Regions from separate parts of the Gossypium hirsutum genome. Here region 2 is linked to region 1. The links are chromatin contacts, called in public Hi-C maps. All regions are on one chromosome and are shown on one strand. Each heading gives the region's core, a stretch centred on a gene start, on an enhancer-like site or on the middle of the called end of the contact. The rest is flanking DNA. Distances are from core to core; before and after follow the strand shown. Region 1 holds the start of LOC107957689 (ribosomal RNA small subunit methyltransferase I). Region 2 holds the start of LOC107943432 (bifunctional nuclease 1).

Region 1 (4,486 bases), core at 1,951-4,450:
TTTTTCATCGATGTTCCTTCGGCCACCAATTTGACTGCCTGAAATGTACATCATATTCAATTATTTTTATAATACAGAACCGATGGATGCAAGGTATAAATTTGATCAAATGTGAAGATGGTGAAATGAAGCATGCCGAAGAAAGACTATGGCCATTGGAGATCAATTCTCTCAGGTCATTTTCTAACTGACTCTCTGACGGAGTTTCCACGCTGGAATTTGAATTGCCCTCAATCAAGAGGGTAATTTCTCCCTTTGGCTGGCGAGTTGAGAAGGCTTCCTTTGCTGTCCCTAGAGTGCCCCGCCAGAACTGCCGGAATTAATCATTTTCGTTACTAAATGATCACATAAAGAAAATTCCACAAAATAAAACGAGGACAAACTGGCTAATAGATTTAGAACAAATCATTCAAGGCATTGGTCTTTGCTACTGGTTTTTTTATCAGAAATATGAAAACAGAACATGATATTACTTATTGAAGTTATAAACATTGATAATTTAGTTATTGAAATGACGAAAAGAAAAAAAAGAAGCTATGTTATCATACACATGGTAGGTAAAAATACGAAGTAGCGTACAAATGCATAATGAGAAAAATAAATACAGACAAACCTCTTCGTGAATTTTTGTTAGTTCCCGAGCTATGACACATTGTCTGTAACGAGGTCAAATAAACTGTCACTGTAAGCCCTAAGATTTGACAAATACAACTAAGATTTCATATAAGTATCAAACGACAGAAAGCTAACTGAAGCAAGGAAAAAGCACATAATTTCAACCCCGCAAGCAGAGGCTCATGCACTTAAAAGATGACAATAAACCAGATTTCTTCACCCTCTAACCCGATTGCCTAGAGAACCGCTGATACAGATTCCTATTTGATATTAGAGGTTTCAGCTATTAATCTGATAATAGGTTACCTCAATATTACAGCAAGTTAACTAACAAGCTTTACATAATTGGGGCCATCATGTGTTCTTTCCCCTCTGAAGACTTCCTATATATGTTTTTGAGGAATGAAGATAAACAGATTCATAGGCTTCCAAAAACAAAGATCCACCCAAAAAAGAGGATTTCTCCGCCACGATAAAACGTACATTCCATATTTTGTACTGAATCCCTTCACCTAGACTGACTTGCATGTTCATCCCTTTCCTATGATTCTCACCATTTGATAGTAAATTGATCACAGTTCATGAAGTAATGAAGACATATTGTTTACCTTGAGTCACCAAAAATCAGGGAACTTTCTTCAAGAAACTGGCCAAGTTTGTGAGGAGGAACATAGAAGATTTGCGTTGTTGTTTCACTTGCAGAAGCAACCAACCTCTCCTTCCGTGAACCAGCATGTTTCGGAAGAAATCCAACTGCAACATTATATGACATATAAGAGTCTTAACTTTACAAGAATTTGCAGAAGAAGCATGTTCAACCACAATAATTTACAAATGAGTTACCAAATGTGAATTCATCAGTGGACAACCCAGAGGCAGAAAGAGCAGTTAAGAAGGCAGATGGTCCAGGAATTGGAATCACAGGAATGTTTTCATCCACACATATCTTTGCCTAAACAACGATACCAAACATCAATAGTTGCATTCTTAATCAAAGACCAAGCATTCTATAGAATTCAGCCAACAGGGATGCAAAAACTAACCAGTTCCGTACCAGGATCACTAATGCCAGGCATTCCAGCATCGCTGATCAAGGCTACAATCTCCCCTTGCTTTAACCTCTTTAAAACTGTGTGTTCTCTTTGAGATTCATTATATTTGTGGTAACTTAGCTGAAATTCTAAAACCCACACAATCAGAATTGTTGAAAGACGTAACAAAAGGGACCAAACTGATCAAGGAAAAAATTGGCTCGATCTCACTTACAAGAGGTGTTTTGATGTTGTAATAGTGAAGTAACTTCCCAGAATGTCGCGTGTCCTCCGATAGTATGACATCAGCTGATTTCAACACCCGTAGAGCACTGCATTGATGAAATCACCAATAACATGATAGTTATAGGCTAATCGATTTGATGGGTCAAGTTGATTTTGGATCGATCTGATTTTGGATCGATCAATCTGGCTCAGATTGATTGGAGTTTTAAAATTTTTAAGTCTTTGTATCAATTTTAAGTTTGAGCCGTTTTAGATTATGGCTGGTTCAAATTTTTGGTTCAGATAACAACAACTTCGAATCATTTTAAGTTTTGCTCAGTTCAAGCTCTAGTATTTTCGAGTTACTTGTTCAAATCATTTGACTTCATGTTAGACAGGTTCGGGTTTGAGTTCAGATTGATTGGCTCCAGTCTTCGATTTCAAGTTAGAGATTGTACTCGAGCTGAGCCGATCCCAAATACTAGGGAGCTTGACTAGAAATTCGGAGCTCTATTCTCGGCTCAAGCTTGATCGAACATTTATTTTTAAGCTTGAGTTCAGCTCGAGATATAATCAAGCTGTCTTGAGCCCGATTAAGCTCATTCACTAATTTTTATATTCAAGAAGCTCGTACATATTCAACCTCGAGCTTGGCTCAATAATTAAGCTCAATAACTCGCAAACAGTTCGAGCGAAGTATTACTAAGTTCAAATTCGGCTGTATTGATAGCTCAAACTTGAGCTCAGCTCGATAATTATCTAATCAAGTTTAAGATTTTTTTAGTCAAACTCGAGCTTGCTAGCACAATGTATCTCATTTACGCCCCTACATCAGGTCAAGATCCACAGGAATATACATATATATATATAATAAAAATAAACTAAAAGAATAGAAATAAATTACCGTAAAGTTATATCTTCAAGGTTTCCAATAGGTGTTCCGACGAGATACAGTCCAGGTTTGAGAGGTCCCTATAAGAAACCAAAACTGAATTAAACATTAATCCAAATAAATTTGAAAAGCAATATTAAAATAAAAAGTCAAAAGGAGTGGAATTTTTACGCGTTTGGAGGACTGATCGGCGATTAAGTCGGTAAATTCCGGTGATATTTCGGAGGACGAGCAAAAGGAAAGCAAGCTAATTGTAGGGTAAAAGGAGATGGAATTGAAGGATTGAAGGCGTCGCTGAGAGGAGAACAAGTAAGAAGTGTAACGCCGGGATAGAGCGGCGGTTGCGAGGGAAACAGCGGTGGAAGGCAGTCGTCGGAGCAGCATTATCACTTAACTGAGTAGAGAGTATAAGGATTTATCCCTCCGAGAATTTTGAGTTTAACGAATGCCCATCCAAATAATAGTTTGCATTTGAATACTAGGCCTAAAAGCCCAACATGGCCCTTCAACAAGCCCATTTGTTCTACTTTTGTACTTTTTTTTAAGCATAATAATAAATTTAGCTCTTAACTTTTACGTTTTTATCAATTTGATCATTATGCCTTTTTTAGTTAAATTTGACTATTAACCTCTTAAAAGGAGTTAATTTTTTTTTCTCTTAACGAAAATTTTGACTAAAATATTAATCTTTTAGTGGCGGTGTGGCAACTCTCATAACAATCCACGTGTACTTCATACTAACACGACATTATTTGTCTTATATGTTATAGTCAACAAATAATTTAAAATTTATAAAAGTATTAAAAAATAAATTAAAATTTTAAAACATTAAAAAAAAGCATGAATTATACTTGGGTTGTCATGGAGGTTGCAATATTTAAAAAATTTAACATTTTAGTTAATATTTTTGTTAAAAAAACAACAATCCAATTTCTTTAAAAGTTGATAGTCATATTTAATTTTTTTTAAAGGTCGGGGTCAAATTTAGCTTTAAAAAAGAATAAGGTTCAAATTGACAAAAAATGTAAATGTTAATGGATTTATTTATCATTATGTTTTTTTTTATGAAATCTGAATTCACAAATATGTTTTGATTCTAAAATTATATTGAATTCGAGTATTACTATTTGAATCATTATTATTTATACTTATAATAAACCCTTAATTGAGTTCTCACGAGTCAACCAAGTATTATTTAAGCTATGTTATTATACAAGTGTTTTGTCGTTTATTTTTTGATATAAAATCAATACAAATACAATCGTAATGATATTTGAACAAGTGACACAATACATTTTAAACATTTAAAATTATTATTTCAACCAAATATAAATTTTTAATAAATATGTTTATTACATAATTTTTTTACCTACATCATGGCTATGTCGTAATCTAATAATTAATTAAATTATTTATTAGATATTTGAATTCGTTAAATATTTGGATTTAGTAAGCTTGAAAACTTTTAATAAATATTTGCCGCAAAGTTGGGAGTGCATTGATTTTGTGTACTTACAAAACTTAAAAAGATATGTTAGTACACGATGTGTAATAATTAAAGCTTACTTGCATATAAGAGGACTCGAACATCAACCTAAGGCCTAGAAGACACTTAACTCAAATGATATCGCGATTGCAGATAAGTGACTTATATGCCTCAAATTAGTGGTTCAACTCTCTGTACGTCTAACTCAGTTTTAGATTATTATACGTCCTATACTAA
Region 2 (4,151 bases), core at 57-2,556, 130 kb after region 1:
TTAAATTTTGGTCCTAATTTTAGTGATGCAATATCTGAGACCCTAACTCAAGTCCTCCAACCACGTAAGCTTAAAATTTTCTTTATACTTCTTTAATGGTTTAATTTTACTCTCAAACCCTCTACTTTCGAATTTTTAAAATTTAACCATACTTTTTTATCATAATCAAGAGTATCCACTATTTGTAGCAGTAACTAATTCTCTTGTCCCAGGTGCTCCTCGAAGAGGTAAATGGTTGACCATGAAATGTACTCTATTCTCATGAGCAATGATAGAACCTTCGACCACATGATTAATAGATAAATCGTGTAACTTTTAACTCTAAAAATTTTATCCCTCTATCTTATTTGATTTAAAAATTGAAGTCCAATTAATAATAACTTTATTAAATTTGAATGTGTGAAATTAATTGGATTTTAATTTTTAAATCAATACGTGGAATATTAAAATGCCTCATATTTGATTTTAACAAAAATCCACTAAAATTGTGCTGAATTGAACTTTAATTTTTAACCCAAAGTGATTAAATTTTTTAAAATAAAAGAAGAAATAAATTAAAAAGAGAGAGAGTATATATTAGTTTAATAAAATATTAATATATATATTTTAAACTTTTGATATACAATAATCATATTGAATCTCGATTAAATCTAAAGTCAAGATAAACTATAATCTTATAAAAAGGAAAAGCTCTATTATATATATATATATATATAAACTCGAATCCAAAACTTTATTAGATTATCATAGCTATATCTATATAATAATTTAGGGTTAATCCATTTTTTGGGGTTGAACTTGGCGGTAGTTCCTACATTGGGACTTAAATTTTTCTTTTTTCAAAGTTATTCTCCGAACTTGATAATTATTCTCATATTAAGACATGAAGTAAGCAGTTGTTCACACTGGGACTTGAATTTTTTTTTGTCCAAGTTAATCTCTAAACTTAGATAAATAAAATTCAAATCTCAATATGGGTAGAGATGAATTTAAGGGGACAAGCAGAGGCCTTGCCCCCCAAAAATGAAAATTATTTAATTTAATCCATCTTAAATAATGAAATTTTAAGTTAATATATGGTAAAATTGAACTTTGACTCCTAAAAATGAAAAATTAATATTTAATCCTTTTAGAAATAATGAAATCATAAATTAATAAATGATAAAATTATATTTTTACTTCTCAAAAATTTATAATTTTATTCTGGCCCTCACTAAAAAATTTCTAGATTCGTCCCTAAATATGAAAATAATTGACAAGTTCAAGGAGTAACACGAATGAAAAAAATTTAAACGAACAATCACAAGATTCAGGGACTAATATAGAAATAAAAAATTTCAAGCCTCTATGAAAAGTATCTGTTATCTTCTGCCTATCTCTCGTTCCTTCGTCTGATCCTTAACTTGTCGGTTTATTTACTTACTTTCCATTTTTCTAGATTTTCTCTTTTATTTTCCTTCTTTTTTCCCTTCGTTTGTTTTTCTTTGATTTTGATCATCAAAAAAGGCTTCTTTCATAACACAAGCTTTCCTTCAACTTCCAAAGATTCGTAATTCTCTAAAAACTTTGCTCTGATCGCTGATCAAAATCGACCCTTTTGATAATTTCATCTCTATACTAACACTTAAAGAGTCTTGATTTTTATCTATAATTTTTTCATTTAAAAAAATAATTTATGCTTTAATTATTGTAATTGAGTGTTGATCTTTGATGGGTTTTTATTTTTCCCTTTAAAGATATGATCTTTACACAAAAAATATCTGATATTTGATATTTTTATTTGTTTCAAATTGTGGGGTAGGTTCTAAAAGAGGGACCAAAAAGAAAGATGGTTTGTTTGCAAGGACCGGTGATTTGCCCCGCCGTTGATAGCAAGCAAGTTGGGGTTTATACGCTGCCGTTTAATGGGCCTTTTCCGAGGTCTAGATTGCATCAGAGTGATATATGGGGATATAGAGGGATAGTTGATGGAAAAGGTAAGCCACGTGGCATTTCCGGTCACCTGAAACGGCGGAGGAGGTTTAACACCACGGTGCAGTGTATTTTTAGTTCATCTTCCGATGGGAATGGAAGTATGGCTGAGAATTTCAATGAAAACAATGAAGATTATGTTAATTCTAGTGTGGTTGAAGCTGGTATGTGGTTTTTAAGCTAATGAATTACTTCGTATTTGATGTTATTGTCATATTCGAATTCGATATGGACTCGGGTTTTATATGTAGAGAATTGTTGATGTGTTGTTGTTGCTGCTGTCAGTCATGGAATTCGATATAGACTTGGGTTTTGTATGTAGAGAATTGTTGATATGTTGTTGTCGTTGCTATCTTTGAATTCGATATAGATTCAGGTTTTATATGTAGAGAATAGTTGATATGTTGTTCTTCGAATTCGATATAGATTCGGGTTTTATATGTAGAGAATTGTTGATATGTTGTTCTATGAATTCAGATATAGAATCGGTTTTTTGTATGTGGATAATTGTTGATATGATATGATATGTATGTCTGTTTCATATGTAGTTGAGGTGAGGAGCGGAGCTGATGGATTTATGATCAAAATGAGGGATGGTAAGCATTTAAGATGTGTCCATAACAATCCTCAAGGTGGTCATCTTCCGGATTATGCACCACATCCTGCTATTGTTCTGAAGATGGAAGATGGGACCGGTCTTCTTCTCCCGATCATTGTTTGTATGTGATCATGAAACTTGATCCTTCTATCTTTTGGCTCTGTTTATTAGCTTTTATTGTTGACGTTTGATTTCAATTTCAGTGGAGATGCCGAGTGCGTTGCTCATGGCAGCATTACGTAATGTCCAAATTGTATGTTATTGCTTTCTCTCCCATTAAGTTAGGATTGGAATCGGTTTTGTATTGAATATGAATGCTAACATATGTTTTGACTATCATTTCCAGGCTAGACCTACTATGTATCAAGTAGTGAAGAACATGATTGACAAGATGGGCTACACGGTACAGTTCATTTCCGCCACCATATTCGGACTTATCTTCATTCATTTGAGATCTGATTGTGAATTCATGATGTTTATGTCGGGTTTTTGCAGGTAAAGCTTGTTCGAGTTACTAAAAGAGTACACGAGGCCTATTTTGCACAGCTTTATCTGACCAAGGTATACATGTACTTCAATGTTGAACTTCTGGTTCCACTATTAGCACATTCGTGTGACATTTAACTTGGGGATATTCTTGTATAGTCTTCATCGACTCATGTTGGATGATGTTCTTACAGGTCGGTGATGAGACAGAGTCTGTCTGTTTTGACCTTCGGCCTTCTGATGCCATCAACATTGCCGTGAGGTGCAAGGTACTCGTTACGCGTTATTTTTTAGTATAGTTTCTTTTTGGTAAAAGTATCATGGAGGCCTCTGTAGTAGGAGTCGGATTGCGTTTTGCCCCCTCTAGTCATAAAATGGGTAAATTAGTCCCTATATGTTAGAACAAAGAGCAAATTGGTTTTTCTGTTAAAAATTAGTCCCTGTTTGTCACGCTGACGTACATTGTCTGGTTATTCCATCAAACACAACAGCTTTTAACAGTACAAATAGATGAATTTTTAATAGAAAGGACTAATTTGCTCTTTGATCTAAATATATAGGGATTAATTTGCTCGTTTTTAAGAGGGGAAAAATGCAATTTAACTTCTAGTACAAGAGCTTCTATGGTACTTTTACCATTCCCTTTCTTTTTTCTTTCTTACCAAATGCTTGTGTTATGCAGGTACCTATACAAGTTAATAAGTACTTGGCATACAGTGACGGTATGCGCGTAATCGAATCAGGGAAGCTGTCAACACAGTCCCCAGCTTCAGACGGCTTATTATTCACCGAACTTGATCAGTTAGATTGCTTTTGCTCTTTTATCGAGATAATAGAACACACTTACACTTGCAGTTTCCAAACAGTTAGAATGTAACATGCTTTAATTTACATTTCCAGGCCAAGCGGTCAGCATTGTCTCGACACAGAGGAGTTCAACATTGTCTGTGACTTAAACCAGGCTATCAATCAGGAGCGCTACAAGGATGCCGGTAACATCCTCTCACTCGCTCTCCCTTATCTATTCAGTTGTAGCTTGTCTCTTTTAACATATTTATCATTGTGATACTCTTCGACAGCCGACTTGAGAGACAAG

What was found. Hi-C and Micro-C count contacts between places; a contact is called where the count stands out from the background.
Region 2: a contact with region 1 is called in a Hi-C map of leaf, with 2.6 times the contacts expected there. The contact joins the promoter of LOC107943432 here to the promoter of LOC107957689 in region 1. A contact is called at or near these places in 10 of 34 Hi-C or Micro-C datasets (callus, hypocotyl and leaf).

Annotation. Positions count from the first base shown.
Region 1 is chrA06:587,690-592,175 of Gossypium_hirsutum_v2.1, forward strand. LOC107957689 (ribosomal RNA small subunit methyltransferase I) reads right to left here and starts at 3,201. Exons shown (of 12, transcript XR_005928211.1): 1 at 2,935-3,201; 2 at 2,776-2,843; 3 at 1,882-1,978; 4 at 1,659-1,787; 5 at 1,459-1,567; 6 at 1,224-1,368; 7 at 614-656; 8 at 193-310; 9 at 1-38. It overlaps LOC107957691 (BEL1-like homeodomain protein 11), which reads right to left. Exons shown (of 4, transcript XM_016893242.2): 4 at 4,340-4,486.
Region 2 is chrA06:719,536-723,686 of Gossypium_hirsutum_v2.1, forward strand. LOC107943432 (bifunctional nuclease 1) reads left to right here and starts at 1,307. Exons shown (of 11, transcript XM_016877188.2): 1 at 1,307-1,405; 2 at 1,802-2,135; 3 at 2,520-2,690; 4 at 2,773-2,822; 5 at 2,916-2,972; 6 at 3,065-3,130; 7 at 3,250-3,324; 8 at 3,738-3,856; 9 at 3,956-4,047; 10 at 4,135-4,151. The coding sequence starts at 1,829.